Regions from separate parts of the Mus musculus genome. Here all the other regions are linked to region 4. The links are chromatin contacts, called in public promoter capture Hi-C maps. All regions are on one chromosome and are shown on one strand. Each heading gives the region's core, a stretch centred on a gene start, on an enhancer-like site or on the middle of the called end of the contact. The rest is flanking DNA. Distances are from core to core; before and after follow the strand shown.

Region 1 (3,853 bases), core at 917-3,416, 1.0 Mb after region 4:
AGACTACTATTCTCCATTTACAAAAGATGCAAGAGTTTAGGGAAGTTGCCTGAGGCAATAGCTTGTCTAGACAGCAAGAATCAAGTCTAGGAAATCTCCTTAGCAAACTGTGGCTCCACAGGTCAGGCTTCTGCTTCACAGAAACACAGTTCACAGTATTTTCTGACATATTGTTTAGGATTGCTTTTACACTGTAGGGGCAGAGTTGAATAACCATGACCAAAAGCCCGTTAGTATCTCATCCTTCCAAAGCCGTCGGCTGAACTCAGGCTGTGGACATCAGGCCACTCTGCAACAAAGCCTGATTCCCATTGGCCCTTACAAGAAGGATGGAGTCACCCACAAGGTGCCACTACTCAGCATCTGCTATGTTTGAGATACTTATTGTTGACAGAGTACTACCAAATACTAAATACCTGTGCCATACTTCAGCTTGCAAAGGCCTTTGACATCCATGATCTCACAAAGCTCCTAGTGTCTCTTTCCACAGAATTAGTTACCCAAAGGCCAATGCAAACAACAGTAGCAAACACAAGGACTCCATCCCAGGTCTCCCGAACCAAGAACTTTGTTCATATCAACTATCACTGTCTCTCCTCTTAGCAACCTCTTAGGCTTCCACTATACCTCACAAAGCATTTTGGTTTTTTTTTTTTTTTTTTTTTTGAGACAGGGTTTCTCTGTGTTACCCTTGCTGTCCTGGAACTCACTTTTGTATAGACAAGGCTGGCCTCAAACTCAGAAATCCACCTGCCTCTACCTCCCGAGTGCTGGGATTAAAGGCGTGTGCCACCACACCCGGCACGAAGCATTTTCTTATTCTTAAACCCCTCTGGGCCTTTTAACATTTTACTATAGGTAACATGACAGGATTATCCTGCTCACTTTGCAGAGGATAAAAGGGATTGGAAAGGCAAAACAACTCTTCAAGTTCTCTCAGCTAGATTGGACCCTAAGCACAGCAGGCTCTTTGAACAGTTCACCACCTCGTACCAACAGTGTGATATTGCAGACGGGAGAGGAAACATTTGCCCAAGTCACAGGGCAGAGAGGAATTTAAAGGGACCTATCTGACACCAAGTCTTAACAGTTTCCACTTCATCATTACGGATGCCCTTTTGTCTATCCCTCTTCTTACTGTGGCTCCTGACAAGCTCAGCTGGGAGAAAGGAAGTCATTTTTCTAGAGGGTTTCAAGAAAGAGACATCATGTTTGCCCGGGACACAAGTCTGTTGACTGTAGTATCTGCCATGTGTGTTCAACCTCTAGCCACAAGCTGCGGAGCTGGCTACGAGGCTAAGCGCATAGGCAGCCAACACAACACTGTAAGGTTCTTTAAAACCCTATGAGATTTTGCTTGTTTGTATCTCGAACGCGCAGTTCCTGAGCGTGAACTTTGTAGATCACTACTTTGCTTCCTAGACTCTATCTCCTTCCCTGTTCTCGTCGTTCCGTTTTACAGATGGGCACCGGGGTCGCGCGGGGAGCGCACACTGAAATCCCTTCTTAAAAAAAAAAAGTGTCCACAAAATGAGAACTTGGCCCAGCCGGATTTAGAGCTCGGCGGTGCCCCACCACAAAACCCCACTCCTTTCCGCTAAGCTTACCTCCGCGTCGAACATCTGGTCCAGGGACGGGCTGCTGCGCACCAGCGCGTCCACCAGCGCCAGCCACAGGCCCAGAGAGCCATAGTAGACGGTCTGCATGAGTACGATCTGCGACAGGATTAGCAACGGGTCCCACACGTAGCTGCGGAACTGGCCCGCCATGCCGGCCCGCGGGGCTCGGCAGCCGCCCGCGCCTGTCAGTGCCACCACGCCATCGTCCCGCGGCCGCCGGGATACCTGCGGGAAGACACAGGGAGCTGCAGCCGGCGGGCCGGCCGTCGCCTTGGTAACGGCGCGGGAGGGAGGGAGGAGGGCCTGGGACCCGGGAGCAAGCCCATTCCCGGGTGGGAGAGGCGGGGCGGGCGGACCCACCCGTTCCGACCGCCGGGCTCCTCCCGGGTTCACTCACCCGCGACCGGCTCGAGGGTCGAAGCGTCGGAGCGCGACCGGACCTCGGCACTGGCCTCCTGACACAGCGCTGACAGACAGGACCATGGAGCGGAGGACCCGCCGGCCTAGAGAGGCCGAATAGCTGCGGCCCACGGCTTCCTGGGAAGGGAGAGCTTCCGGGGACGGCAACCGAGGGGCATTGCGCAGACGCAGTGGATGAACCCTACACGCCATCCAAAGGGGCCCTTGCGAGCAGCCCGGAAATAAACTCTGCACATGCGTAAGATGAAGGATGAAGGCAAACGGAAATGAGGCACAAAACCGTGGGTCTTGCGCGCCCTCTAGAGGGAGATTTTTAAAATCCAGCAGGTCCATTCCTAGGAGGGAAAGGGGTGGAAGGTCTAGACTTTAAAAATAAAATAAATAAAATAAATAAAAAATAAAAAATAAAATAAAATAGCATTCACTGAGGAATGGTGAGATGGTTAGAGGGCTAGATGCTTGCTGCCAAGACTGACGACCATTTTATATCTTGAACTCACATGTTGGAAGAAAAGAACTGACTGCCTCCTGTAAGCTATCATCTGACTATCACACTCATAGAAATACAATGATAACAATATAAAAAAATTTTTTTTTGTTTTTTTTCGAGACAGGGTTTCTCTGTGTAGATCTGGCTGTCCTGGAACTCACTCTGTAGACCAGGCTGGCCTCGAACTCAGAAATCCGCCTGCCTCTGCCTCCCAAGTTCTGGGATTAAAGGCATGCGCCACCACACCCGGCAACAATTTAAATTTAACAAAAGGGAACTTTTCTTTTTTTTTTTTTTTAAAGACAGAGTCTCGTGGGACCCCGACTTAGAGCGTTTCTCCCTGGAAGGTAAAGCCCCTGGACGTTCCCCAAGCTTGTTTCCCCCGATCTCTAAAATACAGCCAGAAAGAAGCTCTTTGTTCTCTATAGCCAGCAAAAAGCCTTTTTGTTTCTATACTTTACAACCAGAGATGCCTGCCTTCCTGTGCCGAGGACATGGAGATAAAAATTCAGAAAGAACTCACTCCCCACTCCTGCCTTGTAAATTTCACCAAGGACACCCGGAAGAGAAGAACTCTCCTCCCAACTCCTCCCAATTCCCCAGCTAGCTGTTAAAAGCCCCCTACTGTCACCGCTCAGGGTCAACTCCCAGCCCCTGCACAGCAGAGGGACTTCATCCTCAGCTACCTAATAATAAAACCTCTTGCAGTTTGCATCAGGTGTGGTTTTCTCTCGGGTCACTGGGGTGCTGGCCAACTCATCCTGGGACTTGAGCAGAGGCCCAGCTTCAGGGGTCTTACAGTCTCACTATGTAGCCCTGGATGGTCTGAAACTTGCTATATTCCAGACCCACATGGAATTCCCAAGGACTCCCAAGGAAATAATACATTTTAAAAAATGACTATTTTCATTTTAGATTCTCAGTGTTTTCTTTCTTTAGTACAGAGTTTTCAGGCTCTTTTTTTTTTTTCTTTTGGCCTCTGCTCCCATTATACACATGTTTAAACTAAAGGTCAGAGAAGAGGGGCAACATACTGTCTTTTGTTTTTGTTCTTGTTTTTGGAGACAGGGTTTCTCTGTGTAGCCCTGGCTGTCCTGGAACTCACTCTGTAGACCAGGCTGGCCGCAAACTCAGAAATCCACCTGCCCCTGCCTCCCAAGTGCCGGGATTAAAGGCATGCGCCACCACTGCCCAGCTAACAAACACTCTTAAAAACATAAAGTTAGCCAGATGGTAGTGGTGCACACTTTTAATTCCAGCATTCAGGAGGCAGAGGCAGGTGGATCCCTGTAAGTTTGCAGCCAGCCTGGACTACAGCATGAAT
Region 2 (3,911 bases), core at 1,402-3,901, 1.1 Mb after region 4:
GGCATGCAGGATCCACACAGTCTGCTCACATCTTTGCTGCAGGCATGTGCGCACACCTTCTCTTAGGATGATGGCATGCTCTGGGGGTGACCTAGGAATGGGGGTTGGGCCCACGGGGCCACAGGAAGGAGAGTCAAGGGTTGAGTTGGCACAAAGCCCACCCCTGAAGCTGAGTGAGCTGAAGTTGGAGATGGGGTTGATTTATGTCCTCCAAGGGATCTGGGGGAAGAAGGACTTGGGAAATGAGCTAAATATTTGTGTTCCAAGAACCCTGCACAGACCTCACCAGGATCACCCAGGTGCTACACTGTGTGGGTGGCTTCCCGGCTGTTGTAGTCTGGGGCCAAGTGGAATAGCTGTGTTTAAAACCCTACATTTGGTTCTCAGATGGAGGTGGGCTTTGTGGAAATAGTAATTAAGCTTTCAACTCATAAGGGGAAACAGCCTTTGCCAGCTCCAGGTCCGGAGCACAACCTCAATTCGAGCAGGCACATGCACCGGTGAAAATGTGACCAAGGCTCCAAACTGCATTACCAGGATTGGGGTGGGGGGGAGGCGGCGGATCTGAGTCTTTCTGATGCCCAAACAACACCCTTGGCTTAATGCTACGGGGGTTTTCTTTTCTTTGAGTGTAGCACGGGTCAGCTCTCTGGGGTCTGTTGCTTATCAGTCCGAGAGTTTGACAAATGAGGATGGGTTCTCTCAAAGCCTGCGCAATTAAAAGGAGCACATGAAAAAGAGTCTGTGGTGAGTCTTTATTTGGGAAATGAGCAAGTTGGGCCCTGAAGAGAGCTGGGAACTCCAAGGCTGTCCTTTTGAGTCCTTTTACCTTTACGGCAGGACCAAGTCTCGGCCTTTCATCACTCCAGGAAGGGACAGAGGAGGGCAAGAGTCGGGCGCGTCCTTGGAAGCCCAGGCAGGCCAGGCAGGCGGCGGTCAGGACCGCTCCGCCTCTTGGGGCTCTCCTCTGGGAAGTGTCTCGTGTAGGATTCCAGAGCATTCCGGCTGCCCGGAGTGTCGCCGCCCGACTCCAGCTGTAGCCCAATTCCGGCCCGCAGCTCGCGCCTGCAGCTCCCAGAGCAGCAGGAAAAAGGGGCGCCGTGCTTGCTGGGGCCCGAGTGTTGAGAGGAAGGGGGAGAACGCTCCTGCCAGTGGGAGGGGTCGCAGCCCGCGCTCCCCCTCCCCACCCTCCCGCTCCAGGTTAAATGCAGCTGCCGCTTGGGCTCGCCCTGGCTGTCTGGCATTCCCCACTTAGGGCAACCTGCCCACGCCGCCGCCGTTACCTGGTCCAACTCCCCAGGAGGCTGGGCCCGTCGCTCTGTAGCCGCACCTCTGAGCTGTCCGGCAGGCTCAGGTGAGTCAAAGGGCCCGGGGGCAACGAGGGGTCTGCAGGGAAGCCAGCGTAAAACCCGTAGGGGGACAAGTCTTAACAGCCTACGTGTCCACGTCTAACCTGCAGTACCTTTTCCGATCCCCCTCTGGCAAGGCCAACAAAATGCAGGTCCTCCTTCCCTAATCTCCCTCCACGCCTGGCACCTTCCCAAAGTGTCCTTTCCGGATTAGCTCTTGAACTCAGACCTCTTTGGAGCGCACTTTCCTTGGGAATGCACTTTCCCTATCCTAAGGGCGTCCGAGAAATTTCCTCTTCAATGCAAGGATCCTTATCAGGAGACCTGGGCTCACTCTAATGGGCCACTACTTCAAAGCAAGCCTTTGAACGATGATGACTCTCTTTGCCCTCCCTAGACCGCCCCCCCCCCCCCCGTGGAACAGCGGATTTGGAAAGCTGAAATTGAGAGGGCAGCTGTTTTGACTTTCTAAGAGTCCTGAGGTGCAAGCGACATCAAGTGCGTGTTGACTTAAGCCAAGAGGAGCTTAAGGGAGCCCTTAGTCAAGAGCCAACCCTGAGTTTCAAAGGCCCGGTGGAGCTATACTCAGATGTTTGCCCTGGGGTGCTGGCTCCGCTCTGGCCCACTCTAGAAAAGGCTTGCCTTTCCTCCTACCTCCACCATCAAGCCACTGGCACATCTAGCTAGCTTGTCACCTTACCACCACAGACCCTGCCAGAAGGATTTTTGTTCTTCTACCCTCGCTGGAAAGCCAGAAGGGAGAAGAATCTCGGATAGGAAGCTGGTCTGGAGTCAGAGCCACGCACCGGCCTTGCTCAGAATGGGCTCATTCAAGGAACTGGGGGGTTGAGGGAGGGGCAGCCGTGGGTTAAGGGGCGATGGCCTGCTCTGCCAAGAAACCACAGAAAAATGGATAGAGCAGGCTCAGTGTGCCGTGTGGGGGTGGGGTGGGGAACGGAAGAAAGGCTTAGTGATTCTTAGGTGCAAGGGAACCAGGCTTCTCTGGAGGAAGAGACAGGGGTGGGGTGTAGGGGGGTGAGAGCTAGGTTTAGTTCTGTGCCTGGAGCCCAGCTGGGTAGTCTTATTGGGCAGCACATTTTCCATCCGTACAGTGTGTGTGTTCCCTTAGTGGTTCTCAAGGGACCTAGTTAGGCTACACAGGAAGGAGAGGGCTCACCTGTTGTCTCCCTGGGGTCCATGGCTGCTCATCGAGGCCCAGGCCGCTCTCTTGCTGCCCTCTGGGCACATCTACCGCCACTGACTTCGATACCGTTCACACATCTAAGCCCCGATCCGATCCTCACACTGGATTTATCCTGTCCAAGCCTTATCTTCAAGGTCCCGGGACTCCCAGCGGCCTGTTTGCTCTGGGCAGGGACACCTGCTGGGCAGATGTAGGCTTCCCACGGCAGTAGAAGCCAGACCCAGCAGGCGCCCCCTGGCGGCCTCTCCTAAGAGCAGGCGAGAAACAGACACCGAGGCGTGTCTTGTGCAGGACTCCACTCTCTGGCCTACCACTAAGAACCCAGACCCCAAGAGCTGCTCTTTGGCGTGTGGCACGGGTTTGGGGGAATATGGGGAATGATTTCTGTCCGCAGAAGAAGAGAGTGTGGAGCACCTTAGCTGACTCACACACCAGATAGACAGGACTCTATCTCGGCCGCAGCCACTTTCCTGCTATAAGGCGTTGGGTAGCAGCATTTAATTTCTTAAAGCCTATTTCTGAATAGGGAGAACCGAACCAAAACAGCCTTAAATGTCGGAACTACAAAGAGGGTCAATGCCACAACGGAAAAGCACATTTAGCACTATATCTGGTATTTAGGAAGGGGTTCTTTCGGGGACTGGCAAGATGGCTCAGTGGGTAAAGGTGCTTGCTGTCGGGACTGACCACCGGAGTTCAGTCCTGTTTAATTCTGGGACACACACAGAGGAAGGAGAAAACGGACTTCAGCGAATTGCCCCCTGACCTCCACACGTGTGTGCCATAGTGTGTGAGCACACACCATATACATGTATATATATGTAACACACACACACATATATGGTGTGTATGCTATATAATATATATGATGTGTATGATCTGTAATATATATCATATATATGGTGTGTGTGTATATATATATATACACACATATGTATATAATTTTTTAATACAAGCGTTTATCTCCTTTTGAGTTTTATGTATTTTTATCTACTTCTTATTAACTTAGTGCCCTGTAGTTCTGTAAAATGCCATTTTTTACAAAGGCTCCTCTGTGAGTTTCAGCAATCCCAGTGTGGTGACATCAAAAAATTATCATGAGCCTTTTTGTTTTGTTTTGAGAAAGAATCTCACTATGTAGCCCTGGGTGGCCTGGAACTCACTATGAAGAACAGACTGGTCCTCAAACTCCCAGAGATCTGCCTGCCTTTGCCTCCCGAGTGTGCAGCTATGCCTGGCAAAACATTTTGAACATACGCAAAGCCAGAGTGTTCATCCCCTGCAATAAAAGCACCGTCAAAACTGTTGCTTTGCGACCTTCTTTTCTAGCTGCAGGCTGTGACACTGTGGTTCGTCAT
Region 3 (4,284 bases), core at 71-2,570, 1.5 Mb after region 4:
TGAGTAAGCACGTGTTCAGTCCCATAAACTGTGTGTCTGTATGGTTTCACAGGAACACCTGAGATACAGTGAGAAATGTAATTTTCATATTCTCTTAAGCGCTACACCTTTCTGCACCGGCTCCCGGGATTTTAGAGATTTGTAACATCTTGCCAGATTCCACCTCCCACACCAGGCAAGTAAAATCAAGAGTCCAGTGCTATCTAGTCTCACCAGAGAAAATGTACTGAAGGCAAGGACATGAGCCATGCATTTTTACAGAGGTTGGCAAATTCTCACCAACGCTGCCACCTTTGGAATCCTCGATGCACGCATGTTCTCCATTTGCAACAGACCCAGATGCGCTCATCTTGCAAAAAAGGGTCCACATCTTGCCTACTCCTTCCTCAAACACTGAGGTTACTAGACAAATTTCAAACAATATATAACATATACACACACACACACACACACACATATATATATATATATGCCACAAAAAAGTGTATGGATGAATTTGGGGCATGGACACACGAGATTCTGGCAGTAAAAGACGACAAATATCAAGAGAAAAGACTCAATTCTCAGCCTGATCTTCCCCCACCCCATTGGGAATCCGGTTTGAGTCAGTGAAAGGTTCAGATAAATCCATTTCTTAATTCAAACCTCAACCCTGCTGTCAGGGAATCTCGGGTCCAGCTGGGTTTCCCACACCAGCGATGATGAAACAGCTTTACTGCAAAGTGGGAGAGGGATTCGCCCCAGCTGTCGCCAAGGTTAAACCCTTACTCATCCAGGGGAGTGCGGCAGGGGCGTCGCGGCTCGGGAACTCGCCCGCCTTCGACTAACATTTCAATTTTTGAAAGCCACAAAGAATGAGAGAGGTTGACAGGCCCAGAAGGATGGCTCGGGGCCCGAAGGGAGCAGGCAGGGGCGGCGCCGAGCAGAGATGGTGCCGGAGGGGGGGAGCCTGCGGCCCAGCGGTCCCCAGCCGCGCAGGCCTGGCCGCACCCCGTACGGCGCGCCGAGAGAGAAGCCCGGGCTTCCCGCGGAGGCGCAGGCCTGGCCGGAAGCGGGGAGGGGCGGCAGTAAGCCTGGCGGCGACAGTGAGCCTGGCCGCAGCCCGACAAGGGGCTTTGGGCTGGGGCCCCTGGGAGCCACGCCGCACTCACCGCGGAGGACTGGAGGGAGCAAAGGCGCTTCCGGGAAGATCAGAGGGCAGCGACTGCGTCCTTCCCGGGCTCACTCCTCAGGCGGGGCTGGCGGCAGCGGCGGTGGCAGCGACCGTAGGGGCAGTGGCGGCGGTGGCGGCGGCGGCTACCCGGCTCCGGAATCGGCGGCGGCGGTGGCGGCGGCGGCAGCTGCACTTCCGCTCTGGCCACCACTTCCGCTCTAGCCCAAGTCCCGCCCCACCCTGAGTCGATTCCTCATTGGGTGAATGAGGCACGGGGTTGCTCCGTCCTCCTGAAAAGGGCGGTGATAGCCAGGAGGAGGGGATGTCAGGGAGGACCAAGAGGGAGCGGTCGTGGGAGGACGCAGAGCCTGGGTGGGAGCGAGGAGGGGGCGGACGCAGGGAAAGGAAGTGGGGCGGGGGAGCAGGAAAAGGAGGAAGAAGAGAGGGCGGGGCCGAGGTGGCCGCCCCAGGGCTGGGATGTGTGAGAACAGGGCGGGCTCCGGGAGGGCAGGGTTCGGAAGCTTGGAGCGGTCTTGGTTGAGCCTAGGATCGTCTGTTCCTACCCAACCCTGAAAATAATTCTCACGGGGTCGGAGAGCCTAGCAGTGCTTTTAGCTGTGCGTTAAGGGAATGCTTGTAACTAAAGGAGAACAGACAGCCCTCCATTTTCAGTTAGTTCACCTTTCAGTCCTAAAAGGTACTTACTGTTCTTTTCCTAGACCAAGGACGCTTCATGAAGTACCAGGAACAGAACATTTCCAAGGTCTTAATAAAAACAGAAAAACAAAACAAAAAAACCAGTGTACATCAGTTCTTCGTTGAGATTCCCTGGTCCCCAAGTATCCTTCAAAGGGAAATCGTCAGAGACAGAACCCTGGGATCCCCAAACGGCTTTCAGTGTTACCTAAATTTTATTACTACTTCACTCAAGCCTGTTGACCCTTAAGTCTAGCCCTTCAAAATACCTCCACCACCACGCCTTCGTTCATTTCCCACAAATTCCGTGTGGCAATTTTCAGAGTGCTGGGGAGTACAGCAAGACTTGCGTCTTGAAGCTTACAGTTTTTAGAGAAAGAACAAAGTAATAGGCCTTTGTCATTTCTCCTTTTACCCTCACTTAGCTTAATGACAGACTTCAAATTCACCGCTTGACTCTCCAGCCCTGCCCCCATCAAGTACCAAATGATCTTTTCAATGTCATTCTGTGTCCGCTGCTTTGAAACCCATCGCTGATGGCTCCGACTTAATAGTTCCCTGGGCGAGACAATCAGAGCTCTGTCCTTACCCATTATCAGCACCCCAGTTCATTTATATAACTCCCCATCCTCCCAATGTACTGTTCCAGAATGAATAAACACTTTGAGTTAGCTGCTGTCTTAGCTAGGGTTTCTATTGCTGTGATGCTGGGGAGGAAAGGGTTTATTTGACTTACACGGCCAAATTATTCATTACCAAAGAAGTCAGGACAAGAACTCAAACAGGGCAGGAACCTGGAGGTAGGAACGGATGCAGAGGCCATGGAGGAGAGATGCTGCCTTGCTCAGCCTGCTTTCTTATAGAACTCAGAACCATACAAATCAGATTTCTATGGACAGAAAACTGCTGTCTACATTTCTATATGGTAGCTGGGACTATGGAGTGGCTGTCTACTTCAGATTGGGTGTGTATACACAGACTTTCTAGGGTATAAAGGTCATTTTCAAGTCTTTTGTACAGACATTTGTTCTTTAGATGCAGACCACATCAGTCCTGAACCAAGTACAACAACTTTTAACTTGAATGAGATTAAGAGTGCATTGTGTAGGGCTGGCGAGATGGCTCAGTGGTTAAGAGGGCTGACTGCTTTTCCGAAGGTCCAGAGTTCAAATACCAGCAACCACATGGTGGCTCATAACCATCCATAATGAAATCTGATGCCCTCTTCTGGTGTGTCTGAAGACAGCTACAGTGTACTTACATATAATAAATAAATAAACATTAAAAAAGGGTGCATTGTGTAATATATATATATATATTCGGAAGCTTGGAGCGGATATATATATCATGGATTTTATATCGGATTTTAATCAAAACCACTGAACTAGAACACTGGATGGGTTTCTTAATACCACAAGAACCTCATGGGGATTTGTTTTTGGTAGACCAAAGACCAGTTACAAATCCAGAGTCTGTTCAGAGTGCAGTAGCTCTAATATGACAGGACAGTCTTTTGCCTCCATCTAGACAGAAGCCTAATGGGTTAGAGGCTTCTAATGATTACGCCACAAGTTCCATCATCGGTACATGGAGTCAACAGAATTGCTCTTTGTCAGGCCTCCCCTAGTGCCTGCTATAGGGTTGCATGGATTAAATCCTTTCACCATCTCTGCATTCTAGGCCAGGGGTCAGCAAGCCACAACAATCAACTGATGGGTTCAAAGGTATATTCCAGTTTGCTTCTCTGTTGCTGAAATAGAAACAACTTGGGGAGGAAAGGGTTTATTGGTCTTCTATTTCCACAGTATAGACCATCACTAAAGAAAGCTAAGGCGGGAACCTGGAGGGAGGAACTGAAGTAGACACCATGGAGGAACACTGCTTATCGATCTCCTTCCCATAGCTTGCTCAGCAATGGACCGCTTGCCTAGGGGTGGCACTGCCCACAGTGGACTGGGCCCTTCCACATCAATCATTAGTCAAGAATATGGCCCACAGACATGCCCAGAGATAATCTGATGCAGGTGATCCTTCAGTTGAGGTCTCCTCTTCTAGGTGACTCTAGTGTGTGTCAAATTGACAAAAACTAAATAGCACAGGGTGGGTAAAGGACTAGCCTAATGGGCCAGCGATTACAGCAGTGTGGGAGACGGGCACATGGCCAGTCTCGGGACAAGAAAGAATGGACTGACTGGACGGTACATCATTCCAATACCTCCCTATTCCTGACTGCACATTTCTCTTCTTGATAACATACTGACATTCCTGTGATACATTTGTTACATTTGATGAGCAGTATTGATAAATTATCTTTAACCAGCACCGGTTTTCACATTGGACTGCATTCTCTGTATTTTAAACTCCCATAGATCTTGCCAAGCATGACAGATAATGTCACCTCTGTTTCTAAAAGTTTTACTGCCCTAAGAATCCCC
Region 4 (3,806 bases), core at 708-3,207:
GAATCCCTACCAAATTCCCTTCTGATATTTCTTGGGATGGAGCCTGGAATATATGACTTTACAGTCAAACTTGCACTTTATACTACCTGCCCCTGGAAATAGCAAAATAAAGAGGGTCCCTGCCACCCACCCTTAGTCACCAGCTTCCTGCTCTCCCGCCAAGTTACAGGGGCCAGTTGTGGACCAGCCTGTCTCTCATCTCTCCAGTCAACTCATTTACTCATTCAGTGCTTTAAGGTTTCCACCCACATCTCTAACGACCTTTTCAGCACTCAGGTAGACAAGAAACTGTCAATTCCACTTCCCCATTTGGTTGTTTAAAAAAAGTCTCACACACACACACACTCATGAAATATTTTTAAAAGGTCAAAATTTGAATCTAAACGTCCCTACCCTCAACCCCCCAGTCTCACTTAGTATCAGGCTTGCAGTCTCCTGTCTGAGCATCTGAGCACTGCACAGCCTCTGAGTGTTGGGATCACACATATGCACCATCCCTAAGACACTCTAGGCCAGTACCCACCTCTTTGGTGCTGAGGGAGAGATGGAAGCAATACAATCCCTGCCTTGTGAGTAGCTACACAGCAGGAGGGTGGGGGGCTCTGTGTGATGGGAACCACTCTAGCAGGGTAAAGTGTGTTGGGGGGTGGGTGGGTCATCAATCAAGCAGTTGAACGGCCAAAACCAAAGGGAATCTGAAACAGGTCTGGAAAGTAGAAAACCAGGGCTGATAACAGTTGAACTCACTCTCCTCATAGAGGCTAGGAAGGGCTTGTCTGGGGAAGTGACCCTGCAGTGGAGAATAACCTGCAGCTCTAGGTGATATGGAGCTGGACAAACATTTCCCTGCAGAGGAAATAGCAGGTGCAAAGGCTCTGTGCCGAGGGAGCATCATGGAGGATGGGTGGGGATTCTGGAGAGGGGAGGGTTTATAAGGGATGCAGGAGTCCATGGGCCCAGTTAAGGTTTAGGTCTTTCTTCTTAGCACAGTAGGGAGACACTGAAAGGTTTGAAGCCGCTTTAAAGAGCTAAACTCAGCCTGACTTAGCAAGCCTGGCTTTGGTCAGCACCTTTGCACAGTTAGATTTCTAAGGCAAGGGTTCAGATGGGTTTGGTTACCATAGAGACGGCTGGGTGGACACAAACAATTATGATAATGAAGCTACAGACTTGAGCACTGGGGGATATAAACGAACCGGGTTCTGGGTGCGCTTTGCTGGAAAACACATTTTGCCCACACAAAGGGTCTGATTATGAAAAGGGACCTGCCATGAATATGAACGAAACCCAGGGACCACAGAGCCAAGATGCTGGTGCCATAGCAACCCGGGACTCAAGGGCTTCTCTTCTGTATTTTCAACAGAGCCCCAAGGAGCGTGGGGCAGGGACAAGGGGGTCAAAGGCCATGTGAAGAGAGCCCTGTCCACCGGCACCGCGTAATCAGCCTCTTAATTCTGATAAGCCCTCACCCTAGCAGAACCAGGCAGCCTCATTCTGTAGTTGAAGATACCGGATCTGAGAGGGATGGTGCTGGCTGCTGACAGGCTGGTGCCAGGCATCAGGTGGCGTCTCCGGATAGAAAGCTTCGCCTAGTCCCTGCCTCCTTCCCGGCTTAGAGCATGTTTCCATAGACTGAAGTGGGACACGAGTTCAAAGCTAATCTGAGCTACACCGTGAGACTCTGTCTCAAAAAAAAAAAAAAAAAAAAAAAGGTCCCAAAGCCGGAGCATCACCGTGATGAAGAGTGAGAAGCTGTTGGCCTAAAGTTGCTGAGCGCTCACGAAGACAGACAGGGAAGGGCCAAGTCTACAGGTCCTAGAGGCTCCGCTGAGCGCGGAAAGGTCGCGAGGCGGAACCAAACTAGCAGGGTGAAGTGTGTTGTGTGGGGCGGTGTTAATGGCGGAAGAGGCCGGAGGATTTCCGAAGCGAGCGGAAGCGGCGCGGTCAGGGTCGGAAGGAGTCGGAGGCATGGCTGGCACGTCCTCGGAGGCGGAGGCCGAGGCGCTGGCCGCTGCGCGCGAGCGGAGCCGCCTCTTCCTGAGCGGCCTAGAGCTGGTGCAGCAGGGCGCCGAGGCGCGCGTCTTCCGTGGCCGCTTCCAGGGCCGCGCGGCCGTGGTGAAGCACCGCTTCCCGAAGAGCTACCGGCACCCGGAGCTGGAGGCGCGGCTCGGCCGGCGGCGGACAGTGCAGGAGGCGCGCGCGCTGCTCCGCTGCCGCCGTGCGGGTGAGGGGGGCCGGACGGGGCTCCGGGAGACGGGACAGACAGGGCTGCGGGAGACCAGTGGGACGTGAGAGACGGGGCTCCGATTTCTAGGGGACAGGATCAGATGGCAATGCTTAAGGACTCAAGGCGACAGTCAGGACGCCATTCTGTTTGGTTCGCGGGGCTTGTTTAGCGCTCGGGTCCCTCCGTTTCTCATTTCTCTGTTTCTGCTTACCGTCCTTCCCTCTCCATTTGGTGGTCTTAAGCAGTAGGTGTCCTGACAGGCGGGTGGCAGGAGCCGGGCTCTGTGGATTCACATTCTCCCTGCATTGTCTCCCTCGTAGCCATTCAGCGAGTCGTCTAGCCCAGTTACCTTGTATGTCACCGGAATCTCAGGGATATTGTGGTCATTAAAGAAGGCATATGCATCACATGTTCTTATGCTGACATAGTTCAGTAAATGTTTGATTTCATTAAATTGTTATTCTTTTCTTTAAAAAACATCCACACCCCCACAAAACAACAACAACAACAACAACATTACTCCAGAGAAAATGAGACTCAAAGAGGGGAAGTGCCTGAGGTTCCACAGCTACCAGGCAGCCTGTCTGTGGCCCAGAACCACCGAGCCTTTGCTATTTTTCTCTTTAATGGTTTTTAGGTGCCCACTGCCAGGACATTGATAGGTGCCAGGAGCCAGGGGAAATGCAGAAGTGAACAGGCCTGTGCTTTTCTGCCCTAGAGGGGCAATGGAGTTATAAAGAAGTGTTCATATATTCTCCTTTACCTTTTGTAAGTTTTATCAGACATGGGTGGGGGCTACCTTGGTACCCCAGTTTCTAGGAAACTGTTCTGAACTTGGTTGACATTCAGGAGAGACTCCTGGTGTTAACTGGAGGTTTTGTTACCACTTTACAGTTGTGGAGACTGAGGCATAGAGTAGCTAAGGGAACCTTGAGGTTTCACGCCTAATAAGGGATCTGAACCTGCCTGTTCCAGAGCACAGATGAGCCTGTAAGGTGACACCCTGCTTAGCCACTTGCCTGGTGACTGTCAGGTAGAAACTGCCCAGACTGCAGGATGCTTTCCTTCTGGCTTCTTGTTTTGTTTGTTTTTAGGGAGCAGCAATGAATTCCAGTCCTCAGGTGGCTTGAGAAAGGAGGAGCAAGCCTTGATACTTCCAGACTTACCCTGGCCTGGTCTCAGGCCGTAGTCCTGCAGGGCTTTAACAGGGCAAGCTCTGGATAAATTGTATCATTTTCCACAGTAGTCTAAACCCTGTTCCAAAGCTGTCTGCCTGTGCATGAAGCTGGCCTTCATGAAGATGCGTTCCCTAACCACGTGTGTCCATTGCAGGGATAGCTGCCCCAGTCGTCTTCTTTGTGGACTATGCGTCTAACTGCTTATATATGGAAGAAATCGAAGACTCGGTGACTGTTCGGGATTATATCCAATCCACTATGGAGACTGAAAAGGACCCCCAGTGCCTCTTGGACCTGGCCAGGAGGATGGGGCAGGTTCTGGCCGGAATGCACGACCAAGACCTCATTCACGGGGACCTCACCACCTCCAACATGCTCCTGAGGCGGCCCCTGGCGCAGCT
Region 5 (3,844 bases), core at 1,276-3,775, 1.2 Mb before region 4:
TTCAATAAGAGAGGCACAGAAGAGACAGGGTCCCCTTTGTCCTCTTTCTGCCACGGGACAGTTGTGTGAGAGGAGGTGATGTCTCTTCTCAGCAGCCATCTTGTGACTTGGAGGCCAAACACCGTGACAGAGACAGCAAGGTCAGAGGTGCTCTGACGACGTTACTACATTTTGAGTCAGCCTCAGGAACCCAGCTCTGGGCCTCTTCTGAGAAAATGATGCCCTTAGCTTTTAAGCTCTTGTTAGCCCGTGTTTCCTTCTCTTTACTGCAAATCAACCCTAAAAGACACAGGCACCTCTAGCATCAGACTGTGAGCGGAATTAGTAAAGGCTGGCACTTATTGGCTGCTTACTGTATGCTCAAAGTCTTACAACACCAGGTTGAAGAAAGTCCCATTACTCACAGAGGAAAAGCCCACACAGAACTAGATTTGGTGATGCAGGCCTGTAACCCTAGCGTTCTGGGGACTGGGGCGGGAGGATCAGGAGTTCAGGGCTGTCCTGGGCTACATAAATCCAACAAACCAGCAACAAAGAGCTCCACAAGAAATCCAGACACGTGTGCTAGGCAGTGTCACTGTTCCAGGGTGGGAGATGATGTGAGGGGCCCGTCCACAGATGTGGAAGTGCTCGGTCATTCTTTCTGACAGTCAGTTCTTGTTTGGAGGGTGGGACCCATGTGTAAATGTGAGGCTAACCTCCAGCCTTGGTCACAGGCTGAGAAGGGGACTAGTGTTTACTTAGCACTACCTAACCCAGCTAGCTGTGTTGCGTGTGTCAGAGGTTCTCTGGCTACCTTAGAAGGCACCGACGGCTCACAACTGTGGACGGGGTGCTCCTGGGACATCCCGGGTACTGTGTGCTGCTATGCTCTTACAATGGAGAACTAACCTGACCCTAGATGTCACTAATCCTGGGTTTGTTCCCTCAGACTCTCATCTTACAGATTAAAAAAAAAAAAATGGAGCTTCAGAAAGGTGAAGTGTCTTGGCCAAGGTCACCCAGGCAGCTGGATTTGGCTGGCTCGTGACTGCTACCAGCTAGCGAGTAATGATTTCAAGACAGGGCCCACTGAAACCCAAAAAGGTGCTGGATCTAAGGACAGAAGCAGTGTTATGTCTGGAAAGCTCAGAAACAAGAAGATAATGATTCTTTGGAAACACTCACTCCATGACCAATACCTGATGGGCTCACCCTTTTACATCCATTTACCTAGGATACCTTGCCCACATCAAATGTCACGGTGCCCTAGGCCCCAAAGGAACAGGGCCAGGGGTAGCAGGAGCTACCACAGTCTCTCCTCTATCCTTGTGCAAAAGACTGTTTTACTTCAAGGCCCCAGAGAACTATTCTAGGCATCTTGAAGGGAAGTAAATAGAGGACAGTGCTCCTGCCCCAGAAATGATGACACTCCACAGAGGCTATTTTGTGAAACAGGGACTGACTCCATAGGAGATAATAGATCTGAGGCGGGGCAGGTAGGGATTGAACAAGCAGTTCAGAGGCCCGGTCAAGAGGGCAGTTGACAAAGGCAGGAATAATTAAGAACGAAGATAAGACTTTCTAGGGTGTTAAAATCACTTTCCAGGGACTATGGCTCAGCCGTATGCTGGTCCCTAAGAGTTAGGTGTTACTGTTCTTCCCCTTGTACTGTGAGGCAAACGGAGGAGCTTTAGGTGGGATGGGGGTGCTGACCAAGGTCATCAATGAGGGGCTGAACCCCAGAGGCTGACTCGGGTCCCAATGCCTCTCGAGGGTAAAGGGGGGTTAGCACGTTAACTGAACGTTTGAAAGATCAAGGTCACACAGAACAGCCTGTCGGCTGGCAGCAAAATTCCCATTTTGGCTTTATCTCTGGTGGGTACGAGGGCGGCTTCCTGCAACGGTCTCGTCCAAGTGGGCACCTTTGCTTAGGGATGGGGAGCGCTGGGACAGTAGGCGCAGAGCTCCGACGGAAAGAGAAACAGAAGTAAGGACAAAGATGCAGCTAGAGTTCTTCCAAGGTCACCGTAAGCCGAGGGCATGAGCGGCCGTGTTGGTGGGGGCGTCGAGCTGCTCTTCCGGGCGTCAGGAGATGCGCGTGGTGGTCGCTGATCCGGCTCCAGCAGATCACCCACGGGGCACTCCTTACGGGTGGATGGCGCGAGCTGCTCTTGCAGAACTGCTGAATGGGTCTTGGCCTACAGACTCAGCAGAACCACGACCTGACTGGGGTCTGGGGCGACGCATTTCCAGCCCCAAACTCTGACTGTGCGGCGCGCGCACGAACCGGCTCTTGGCCGACGCTCCCTGGAAGCCGGGAGGGGGCTCCGCCCAATCCCCGCCCAATCCCACCAGACTCCGCCCCAGCTCAGTCCATTCTCCATTAGTCCCCGCCCAGTTTCCGCATGAGGTGCCGCCCCACCCCGTCCATTTTCTACAAAGATCCCCGCCCACTAGCAGATTGACCCCGCCTCCTTCCCCGCCCATCGCTCAGCCCTCTCTACCAAGGCCCCGCCCATACACCATGACCCCGCCCAGGTCCCGCCCCCGCTCCGCCTGCCCCGGGCCCGCTGAGCGGCGCCTGTCCGGGATGCGGAGCCCGGACGCCTAAGCCGCGGCGCGACCTCGGCGCGGGAAGTTCGGGCGCCGCGCGGCTATGGAGGCACCCGGCAGCGGTGGTGGTGACGGCGGCGGGGACCCAGGCGGGGACGGTGCGCATCCCGATGCTCGCGGCCCCGTCTCCGGGCCGTGCGCGGCCGCCCGCGACTCGGAGCGCCAGCTGCGCCTCCGTCTGTGCGTACTCAACGAGATCCTGGGCACCGAGCGCGACTACGTGGGCACCTTGCGTTTCCTGCAGTCGGTGAGCTCCCGCCACCTGTGGCCGGCCGGCCCGCGTTGCGCTTTTGTCTGTGGCTCCCCGCCTTGTGCATAGTTTGAAATGGTTACATCCGCGCGGCCGCTGCCCGGGGCCGCCCCGCTGGGGGGCCAGTGTAGGGAGAAGCCCGGGTAGGGGCTCCTTAGCTGCACCGGGGACCCTGGGCTCCGTAGCCTTGCCCCAGCTCGAATTGCACAGTCAAAGCCTTAGACTGCAAAACAGCGTCCGAGTGCGTCTGTGTACCACGCACCTTACACTGGTATCAGCAGACTGTGCCGTTACCGGGCTCATCAGTAGGTTATATTTTCTGATCCTTAAGATCAGGGAAGAGTTCGGCTCCAGAGAGGTTGAGTCCCTTGCTCTGGATAGTTCTGCAGGCTACGTCGTAGGGTTGGATGCAGGGCGGTGACCCAGGGCAGCCCTGCGGGGGCTTTAAACTCCGGTACGTAGTTGCCCTGGTGTCTCTAGTGAGAATGAGGAAGGGGCCACTTCCCTACCCTCCTAGGAAGTGAGAAAACTGGAGGGGGTGGGAAGGGCTGGTCTTAGAGACCTGAGGGCTTTAATCTCCGTGCCTCCTGCTGGGGCCGCTTTAACTCCCTTCTTGGGTTGGAGGAAGTCTTAACCCTGCTTCAGGAAGGCGTGCGTTTGTGTGTGTGTGTGTGTGTGTTTCAAGAGACCCCCAATCACACTGGAGTTCTCTCCATCTGGGAAAAAGAAACACTCAATGGCTTAAGGATGCAGGGGAGTCTGTGTGAGGTCGGGGGGGGGGGTTCCCACTGAGGGAGGAGGGAGTACGAAGTTGGGGGGGGGGAAGACGCTGTGTGGAGGCATTGAAAGCCCTTTGGCCCAAGGATCCTTCTGGAAAGGCCTGTGAGAATAAGACAGGGTTGGCTTTCTTTCCCATCTCTTCCTCTCTCACAGTTGAGAAGGGGGTGGGGGAGAGAGAGAGAGAGAGAGAGAGAGAGAGAGAGAGAGAGAGAGAGAGAG
Region 6 (4,201 bases), core at 19-2,518, 1.4 Mb after region 4:
CATCTCAACAAGCTGTTTGTTTGATTCCATGTTTGTGTACTTCCAACAGACCCTGCCTCCCCTAAGAGTGCTGCCCAGGCTTTCACACACACACACACACACACACACACACACACACACACACACACCACCTCTCCGGTGCCCGGCACTCCCTTACTCTGAACACTTCCTATTTTAGTGCTCATTCTGCTGCAGGAAGTCAAATGTCTTCTCTGTGAAACCCAAGTTTTTAGCTGTGTCTGAGAGAAGCACGACTCCCTCAGGCTCTAGGCTTTTTTTCTCCAGGTGAGACGGGGAGTGGTCCAGCACAACAGCAGTCAGTTCATCTTGACCCAAAACAACTCTAGATACTTCTAGAATCTAGAGCCAAGAGAGTATCGAAACAGAATTTGAACAGGACAAAGTCTGGCTGAGCCTACTGTGTCTAAACTCTATTTATTGGACCTCAGATTACCCACTCCCGGGTTGGTGTTTGTTTGTTTGTTTGTTTGTTCTTTATCAACGTCCCAACTTTGGGTGTTGGAAGGCTGAGGACGATTTGAAAAAAAGTAGGCAGTCACTCATGAACTCAGTAATAAAAGCCATTACCGCCATCACTACTAATACATCATCCTACATGGGGCGGACACCCTGAAGCCCCTTGGAAACTCTAGCCCCCCATAACCCTTTCTCCATTACTAGAACCGTGAAACGTTGGTACTGACACAGTAAGGCAGTTAGGAGCAATGACTTGGGACAGAACCACCAGGACCCAAAATCCCCGCTCCACCCCTTACTTAGCCATGGGACCTCCAATCAATGTTTCTAACGACTTCTGCCTCGAAAGCGAAGCAACAGGGTTAAGTCCTCGCTCACCCGGCCTCAGCATTCGCCCCTACATCCTCGGGTCCCTTCTTGGGGCGCCTTCCCCGGCCTCTGCTGGGGTCTCCCCTAACTTGTCCGCACGTTGCCCAGAGAGTGCTCTCTCTAAGCAAAACCACTTCTGCCCGGGCCAGCGGACGCTCCCTCCTCTCTCGGCAGGTGCTACTGCAGCCCGGTCACCAGCCTCGCGGGTCCCTCTCCTCCCGGCCCGAGCTCGCACGCCGGGGTCTACCCTCAGCAAGCTCGCGCCTTCTCTCCTCACCCAACTCTCTTGCCTCTCAGCCTACGGCCCCTCACCTGCGCGGTGGGTTCCTCAGCTGCACGGTCTCCATGGCGCTGCCGGCAGCCGCCCAGACTGCCTCAATGCTCCATCCTCCCGGAGCCCGCCCCGCGAACCCTCCCACACTTCCGCTTTCCGCCCCTACCGGAAGCGAGAGGAGGCTGGGCGGAGCGGCGGGAGTCACGTGGCACAGTGGCGGGCGGATACAGAAGTCAGAAAGCCGAAGAGGTGCCTCTCGGGCGGCCTCTAGTGGCCCGAGTGTCAGCGACACCCTCTCCTTGACTTGCCTTTGGACTGAATACTTTCAAGCCTGACTCCTTGAGGGTTCTCCAGTTTCTCAGATGGGGAGGCTGTTAGCAAAGCACGGGCTTGATAAGTGAGTTCTTAAAATATATATATATAAATATATATATATATTTATATATATGTATATATATATTTATATATGTGTGTATATATATATTTATATATGTGTGTATATATATATTTATATATGTGTATATATATATATTTATATATATTTATATATATTTATATATATTTATATATATTTATATATATATTTTATATATGTGTGTGTGTGTATATATATATTTATATATATTTATATATATATATTATATATATATATATATATAGAGAGAGAGAGAGAGAGAGAGAGAGAAAGAAAAAGAAGTGAGTTCATATTAGGGCCAAGGGGAAAAGCCCCAAGCCCTCTGTAAACTAGGGCGCAGTCAAGAAACCATCAAAATCTCTGCTCCAAGACTGGAGAGGTTTTATTGTAGATGAGACCAAACAGCATCTGGAAGACTCCTGAGCAGAGAGAAAAAAACAGACTGGCCAAGGCCAGGGCTATATCTTCCGGGCAGAAAAAATTAGCGAAGAGGGAGAAGAGCCGGTCGGGACCTTGCTGTAGCGTAACTGCTGCGGAGGGGAGTGTGCAAGTTGTAATCTGGAACAGCCTGGGAGCATAGTGGAGGAGGTAAGGAGGGCCAGGCTGCTTTGCTACTCATAACAGATATATGTTACTAGGGACCAAGGACCCTGCAGGTTAGCTTGGCTTAAGTCTCCTTTACCAAAGGCAAGGACGATAAAGGAGTGACTCCTTTTGGTAGACAGAAACCAACAGGTTACAGAGGACTACTCGGGTCTGTCCACCAGCAATCCTTTTGTTTACACTTTCAATATTCAACACAAGCCTTCCCTTTTGGGGGAGGAATTGGGGGTTCGCTTTGGACCTGGCACACCCCCAAAAACGGAAAGATCCACTAATTTAGTCCAAAATGACAGTCTAGACTCAGCTCAAGCCGATAGGGTTATTGACAAAAATAAAGCTCAAGGGCTGGAGGGGTGGCTCAGTGGTTAAGAGCACTGACTGCTCTTGAAGAGGTTCTGAGTTCCATTCCCAGCAACCACATGGTGGCTCACAACCTGTAATGGGATCTGATGTCCTCTTCTGGCGTGTGACTGAAGACAGCTGCAGTGTACTCACATACATAAAATCAATAAATCTTTTTAAAAAAATAAAACTCACAGATTTCTGAAGTTCCGTCGCTGAGCCCTCACCGTTCTGTTTTTAGGGGCGTAGTGGGTATATTTTTAGTTTAGGGTTGTTTGTAGGGATTTGTTTGAAGCAGCATCTGTATATTCCCTGACTGGCCTGGAACATGCTATGTAGACCAGGCTGGCCTCAAATTCAGAAACCAACCTGCCTCTACCTCCTAAGTGCCGGGATTAAAGCGTCCACCACCAAGCCCAGCTCCAGTGTTATCCATGTGTATTCACTGTATTCATCTGTATCCATCTGTATTCACCCACTAAATAAGTTTTATGGTCCACAAGATGCCAGGCGCTTTCCAGCTTTCTGGAATCCTGATCCCGACATCTCAGGTTTCAGCTGATTCTCTGCCTCAGAGGCTCTCTGTGGCCTGCTCAGGTTTAACAGCCTCCACAGGGGTATTTCCTATTGTTTGCCTTCCCCAATCTCCAGGTTCTCCCAGCATCCCTCAGTGCCTACCTGCCATGCCATGCCCCCACCCCTGAACTTTAAGCCCAGAGGCTGGGCTGCCCTTCCCCCAGAGGCTCCTCCCTATATAATCCAGACACTTTGGTCTGCCCTTCTTTTCTCTCTATGCATAAGTGCCCTCCTTCTTTCTTTCTTTCTTTCTTTCTTTCTTTCTTTCTTTCTTTCTTTCCCCCTCCCACCCCCCGCCCCCCCCCACCCCCGTCCCCATGGCGACTTCCCTGGCCTCCTCCTTTGGGACCGGTGAACTTGCCCGAAAGCAGCTTCCCAATAAACCTGCCTTTACTATAATCTGGTTTAAATTGGCTCATTTCATCGGCAACGGAGAAATAACCTATCACCTATAACATCATTGTGTTTTCTTGGTTTTGTTTTAAAACAGGAGCTCAGCTATACTGTCCTTGGCCTCCAAAGTGGTGGAACTGCAGACCTCAACTTTGGATTATGTTGCTTCAATTTTTTTTTTAAGTGCATTATATTCTTTTGTGCGTATAAAAAATTTTCATCATTCTCACTCTATCCTATACAGTCCTCGAGGGTGCCTTAGACTTCCACACGTTTGCATCATCCCGCTCTTTGCTTCTTTATAGTATTAAGATCTTGACGAGCCGGGCGTGGTGGCACCCGCCTTTAATCCCAAAACTTGGGAGGCAGAGGCAGGCAGATTTCTGAGTTCGAGGCCAGCATGGTCTACAGAGTGAGTTCCAGGACAGCCAGGACTATACAGAGAAACCCTGTCTCGAAAACAAACAATCTTGACAAAAAGTATGTTTTCTCTTGGTCGTGGATTAATTGCTTCCCAGGTCCAACGGAGGGAAGATAGTCTGCCTCCTTCGGTGATTCAGCTGTCGCTTCAGCACTGGAGTGCCAGCCACCATCTTCAAACTTGTTGACCACGAGTTCCAGACAGAGCTCACGCCAAAGGCCTTGTTTCTCAACGCCCCCGCCTCCGACCCTCTTAGCTCCGCCCTTCCCTGGCCCCGCCCCTGGACAAGGAAGAGCGGCCGGACAGAGCTAAGGGCTTGAGCCCACTCTTC
Region 7 (4,134 bases), core at 28-2,527, 1.4 Mb before region 4:
AATAGATAGACAGACAGACAGATACCTTCCATGTCTTCATAAAATAACAGAGCATTCACCATGTGGCTCTCATACATGGGACCCAGCAATAAAAAGTTATCCTTAAAGATAACTCAGAGCAGATGAGAACCGTGAGAAACAAGCAGTAGTTACTACATATAAGGTCAATGCTACAGGACACATAAACGTGGGTGATGTGGCCATCGCAGTGAGAACTGAGAACTCCTCCCTAAGAAGGGAACTTGAAAGGCAGGGAGGGAGGCAGCCCCGCCAAGATCTGAGGTCAGCTGCTTCTAACATCACGAAAGCTGGGGACTTAGCATACAGGACGGGACTATGAATACTTAAAAGAGCCGGTCATGGAGGCGACAGTGCTTATGGAGAGACGAATGGCCATGGTCAGCAGTTCAGGCGAGCCCTCTGGGAAACACAGCCTGCAGTCAGCGGAACCTTCAAGCCACTTAACCGAATATGCAAGTGAAGAATCGTAAGTTTGAGGAGAGGGTAAAAATGCCATTTCAGTGGAAGAGATTGTTCAACACGTGAGGGAGCACGGTTTCCACGCCCAGCATCACCTAATTATTTAAAAACTAGGAAATTCGTAGAGAGGCAAGGACTAGCTCTGAATTACACTCCTAGGGAAAGACGGAGTGTGCGTGGGGACAGATTATCTAACTGGAAAGCCGGCGAGCCCCAGGCAGGGGAACACCATTCGCCTGTAGGTTCCTTAGGTCCTAGGGACACGAACGTCACAGCCAGCTGAAACCCGAGGGCCAAGTCCACTCTGGCGGAGGCCAAAGCCCCGCGAAGTCAGAGTGGGCGATCTCCGGCCTCTTTTAGAACCAGGGACCCAGACCGGCTCGGCCAGGTCAGGCCTCGGCGCGGAACAGCGCTCACGCTGCGGGCCCCGGCGCGCCGAGAACGGACGCGCGGGCTTGACCAATCCGCGGACGCCTACGCGGCGGCGCGACCAATCCCAGCAACGCTGGAAGGGAAGGGGCGGGAGCTCGAGAAGCTCGCGTGAGGCCGAGCCCCAAGCTGCCCCAGCTTCCCGGAGCGGTCAGGCCCGACCCAGAGGCGGCGTGCGGGGAAGACCAGGCGCGCGTCCTCGGGCTGAGGCCCAGATCCACCTCCCAGCGATCGGCCCCTCCCTCAGCCGCGTCCCCGCGGCCACCCTGCTCGCTCCATGCCTCACCTCGTGGGGACGCCGAGACCGAGGAGGGAATCCCAAGCGAGAGCTGCAGCCGACACTACCCCACTCCAGCCGCTGCTCCGCCTCACATTCAAACCCTGGCAAAATGGCGCGGCGGCTAAGGTGGCGGCCACTGCGCATGTGCGAGTGAGACCGGGACGCGGGGTGGAGCCAGGAATGCTTTGGCCCCACCCCGGCTGCGAGGGCCAATCGGAACCATTGCTCGGGTCTGCGGTGACGTCACAAGAGACCGTGCCTTTTGACGCAGGCTTCTGTTTTGGGTTTCTTTCCTCAGACCCTAGCAGGTTCTGCGAGTGGCTCCTAGTGGCTTCTAACTGTTGGATGGAACGTGCTCGTTCACGCCTGAGCGAAGGGACAGAGCAGAGCGTCTGTTCTAGGACAAATAGAATAAACGAATGAGTAAGAATTTCAAGCTAGGGGATAGCACGCTTGGTTAAGCAAGTGATAGCTGCGCAAGGAAGAAGACGGGAGTTCGAATCCCCAGCACCCACATAAAAGCCAGCCTGACTACAATTCCGTACCTGGGGAGGCAGACACAGGAAGATCGCTGGGGCTTACTGGCCGGCCTGTCTAGCTAATTGGTGAGCTTCTGTTTCCATAAGAGATCCAGCCTTGAAAACTAAGAGAGCAATGGATGAAGACACCCACATTCATTCACTCACACACACATGATTTCAGAAGCTGAAGGCGATGGCTCATGCTTGTTACCACTTGGCACTTGGGAGGCAGAAGCAAGACAATCGCCATTTATTTAAGCCCAGCATGGTCTACACAGAGGCCAGGCATAGCTACACAGTGAGATCCTTTCTCAAAAAAAAATTTTTTTTTTCAGACGACGATGTAGTTGGTGGCAACTTAAAGGTAACTGGGATGTTCATTTGACCCTTGAACAAGAGAAATCTTATCTTTTCAAAAGCCAGGAGACAGTTGTGTGACTGTACGCCTCGCAAGCAAAGAAAGGTGAAGGTCTAGAAGCAGGTTTTTGATCAAGACTGAAGCCTAGTGTTCTGTAGTAAGACCGGGCTGAAGAAGCCAGCTTAGCTTGCCTTCTCTGTTCCTCTCTGCTACAAGCTTACCCCACTTTACTGCACTGATATGTGTTCCTTCCTGTCTCTGGGTCCAGGAGTAGCTGGCTCACTTTGCGTTTTAGCCAGTAAAGGACAGGCTGCCTAGCTTGCCATGAATTCCAGGTCACAAACACTCATTTTCATAATCGATACTTCATGGGAACGCTTACCCTCAAAAGCATGCATTGTTTATGTAAGGTTCTCATTAAACTGTTTTTTTTTTTAAGATTTATTTATTTGTTATATGTAAGTACACTGTAGCTGTCTTCAGACACTCCAGAAGAGGGCATCAGATTTCATTACGGATGGTTGTGAGCCACCATGTGGTTGCTGGGATTTGAACTCAGGACCTTCAGAAGAGCAGCCGGTGCTCTTAACCACTGAGCCATCTCGCCAGCCCTAAACTGGGTTTTCTGTATCTTACCTGGTTGGCTTGACTTCATTCTATCATCCTGAGTTAATTTATGTAACAGGAGGGGTGCGTGGGTGCCATGGTAGCTGTGTGAGGTCAGGTCTCACCAGCTTGTGGGTCCCAGGGATTGAACCCTGGCCCTCAGTCTTGGCAGCAAGTGCTTCTACCCTCAGCCCTCCTCCTCATGCTGTCTGCAAGGCGTGTGAGTTTCTTGTGTTTCTTCTACACAAGAGCTTAAGTCTTACTGCTCTTCTTTATAGCCGTGCCTCCAACACTCAGCACACCCCAGCTGCTCAGTAAAGATGTTCTGGGGTTTTTTGTTTGATTGGTTTGGTTTGCTTATGACTTCTCGAGACAGGGTTTTTCTGTGTAGCTGTCGCTGTCCTGGAAGACAGAGCTGTAGACTAGGCTGGTCTCGAACTCACAGAGATCTGGTTGACTCCATCTCCCAAATGTTGGGATTAAAGATGTGCCACTGCCACCACCACCAGGCTCTGTTGCTAGGTAATTTTTTTTTAGATTTATTTATTTATTACGTATACAATATTCTGCCCGCATGTATGCCTGCATGCCTGAAGAGGGCACCAGATCTCATTGTGGATGGTTATGAGCCACCATGTGGTTGCTGGGAAATTGAACTCAGGACCTCTGGAAGAGCAGACAGTGCTCTTAACCTCTGAGCCACCTCTCTAGTCCAAATATATGTATATTTAATGTTAAGGTTTTTTTCTTTTCTGTGTGCCACATGCATGCAGTGCCCAAAGAGGCCAGAGGAGAGCGCTGTTTCCCACAGAGCTGGAGGTGACACATGGGAGCTGGAAACAGTACCTGGGTCCCCTGGAAGAGCAGCCAGTGCTTTCACCCATGGAGGAGCACCTCTCCTGCCCCTCCCTGTGTGTTGGGTATGCACATCCGTATAGGTGAAATGTCGTGTATAAGTACAAGCAAGGCACTGGATTTTTTTTGTTTGTTTGGTTTTTCAAGACAGGGTTTCTCTGTATAGCCCTGACTGTCCTGGAACTCACTTTGTAGACCAGGCTGGCCTCAAACTCAGAAATCCGCCTACCTCTGCCTCCTGAGTGCTGGGATTAAAGGCGTGTACCACCACCGGCTGGTAAGGCCCTGGATTTTGTTAGAAATAAGTTCAAAGTTCTAAAGAATGAGACCACTATTCCAGTTGAAATGTCTCAACAGGGCAAGACTTTACTTTGACCTAGACCCTGGACTAGAGCAGTGGTCCTCAGCCTTCCTAACACTGGGATCCTTTCATACTGTTCCTCATGTTGTGGGGACCCCCCCAACCATAAAATTATTTTTGTTGCTACTTCATAATTGTAATTTTGCTCCTATTATTAACATAATAATATAACGTAAGTAACTGTCTTCCAATGTTCTTAGGTGAGCCCCATGGTGAGAACATTTGTTCTAGATTCTAGAGTGCA

What was found. Promoter capture Hi-C pulls out the DNA fragments that hold promoters and counts their contacts.
Region 1: a contact with region 4 is called in a promoter capture Hi-C map of liver, with 2.8 times the contacts expected there. The contact joins the promoter of Sys1 here to the promoter of Trp53rka in region 4. A contact is called at or near these places in 4 of 39 promoter capture datasets (hematopoietic stem and progenitor cells, hippocampal neurons and liver).
Region 2: a promoter capture Hi-C map of liver shows a contact between it and region 4, with 4 times the contacts expected there. The contact joins the promoter of Rbpjl here to the promoter of Trp53rka in region 4. A contact is called at or near these places in 3 of 39 promoter capture datasets (the SN4741 cell line and liver), 1 of 484 Hi-C or Micro-C datasets (B cells), 1 of 115 datasets of contacts at active chromatin or transcription factors (pancreatic cancer cells) and 1 of 9 other capture datasets (liver).
Region 3: a promoter capture Hi-C map of liver shows a contact between it and region 4, with 4 times the contacts expected there. The contact joins the promoter of Ywhab here to the promoter of Trp53rka in region 4. A contact is called at or near these places in 4 of 39 promoter capture datasets (the C10 cell line, liver and pre-B cells).
Region 5: a contact with region 4 is called in a promoter capture Hi-C map of liver, with 5 times the contacts expected there. The contact joins the promoter of Prex1 here to the promoter of Trp53rka in region 4. A contact is called at or near these places in 3 of 39 promoter capture datasets (the 3T3-L1 cell line, hippocampal neurons and liver).
Region 6: a promoter capture Hi-C map of liver shows a contact between it and region 4, with 5 times the contacts expected there. The contact joins the promoter of Stk4 here to the promoter of Trp53rka in region 4. A contact is called at or near these places in 3 of 39 promoter capture datasets (hippocampal neurons, liver and pre-B cells).
Region 7: a contact with region 4 is called in a promoter capture Hi-C map of liver, with 2.6 times the contacts expected there. The contact joins the promoter of Cse1l here to the promoter of Trp53rka in region 4. A contact is called at or near these places in 5 of 39 promoter capture datasets (the 3T3-L1 cell line, 3T3-L1-derived adipocytes, liver and 1 more).

Annotation. Positions count from the first base shown.
Region 1 is chr2:164,459,284-164,463,136 of GRCm38.p6, reverse strand. Sys1 (SYS1 Golgi-localized integral membrane protein homolog (S. cerevisiae)) reads right to left here and starts at 2,166. Exons shown (of 4, transcript NM_025575.3): 1 at 2,017-2,166; 2 at 1,608-1,844. The coding sequence starts at 1,769.
Region 2 is chr2:164,401,934-164,405,844 of GRCm38.p6, reverse strand. Rbpjl (recombination signal binding protein for immunoglobulin kappa J region-like) reads right to left here and starts at 2,651. Exons shown (of 12, transcript NM_009036.1): 1 at 2,527-2,651; 2 at 1,284-1,386; 3 at 1-91. The coding sequence starts at 2,548. Matn4 (matrilin 4) reads left to right here and starts at 1,027. Exons shown (of 11, transcript NM_013592.4): 1 at 1,027-1,354; 2 at 3,883-3,911.
Region 3 is chr2:163,992,233-163,996,516 of GRCm38.p6, reverse strand. It overlaps Ywhab (tyrosine 3-monooxygenase/tryptophan 5-monooxygenase activation protein, beta polypeptide), which reads right to left and starts at 1,320. Exons shown (of 6, transcript NM_018753.6): 1 at 1,152-1,320.
Region 4 is chr2:165,491,465-165,495,270 of GRCm38.p6, reverse strand. It overlaps Trp53rka (transformation related protein 53 regulating kinase A), which reads left to right and starts at 1,957. Exons shown (of 2, transcript NM_001007581.1): 1 at 1,957-2,224; 2 at 3,560-3,806. The coding sequence starts at 1,969.
Region 5 is chr2:166,712,513-166,716,356 of GRCm38.p6, reverse strand. Prex1 (phosphatidylinositol-3,4,5-trisphosphate-dependent Rac exchange factor 1) reads left to right here and starts at 2,525. Exons shown (of 40, transcript NM_177782.3): 1 at 2,525-2,842. The coding sequence starts at 2,639. It overlaps Gm46777 (a long non-coding RNA gene), which reads right to left and starts at 2,528. Exons shown (of 3, transcript XR_001783555.2): 1 at 1-2,528.
Region 6 is chr2:164,071,205-164,075,405 of GRCm38.p6, reverse strand. It overlaps Stk4 (serine/threonine kinase 4), which reads right to left and starts at 1,268. Exons shown (of 11, transcript NM_021420.4): 1 at 1,159-1,268. The coding sequence starts at 1,193.
Region 7 is chr2:166,903,239-166,907,372 of GRCm38.p6, reverse strand. It overlaps Cse1l (chromosome segregation 1-like (S. cerevisiae)), which reads right to left and starts at 1,277. Exons shown (of 25, transcript NM_023565.3): 1 at 1,196-1,277. Gm31204 (a long non-coding RNA gene) reads left to right here and starts at 79. Exons shown (of 3, transcript XR_866966.3): 1 at 79-1,794.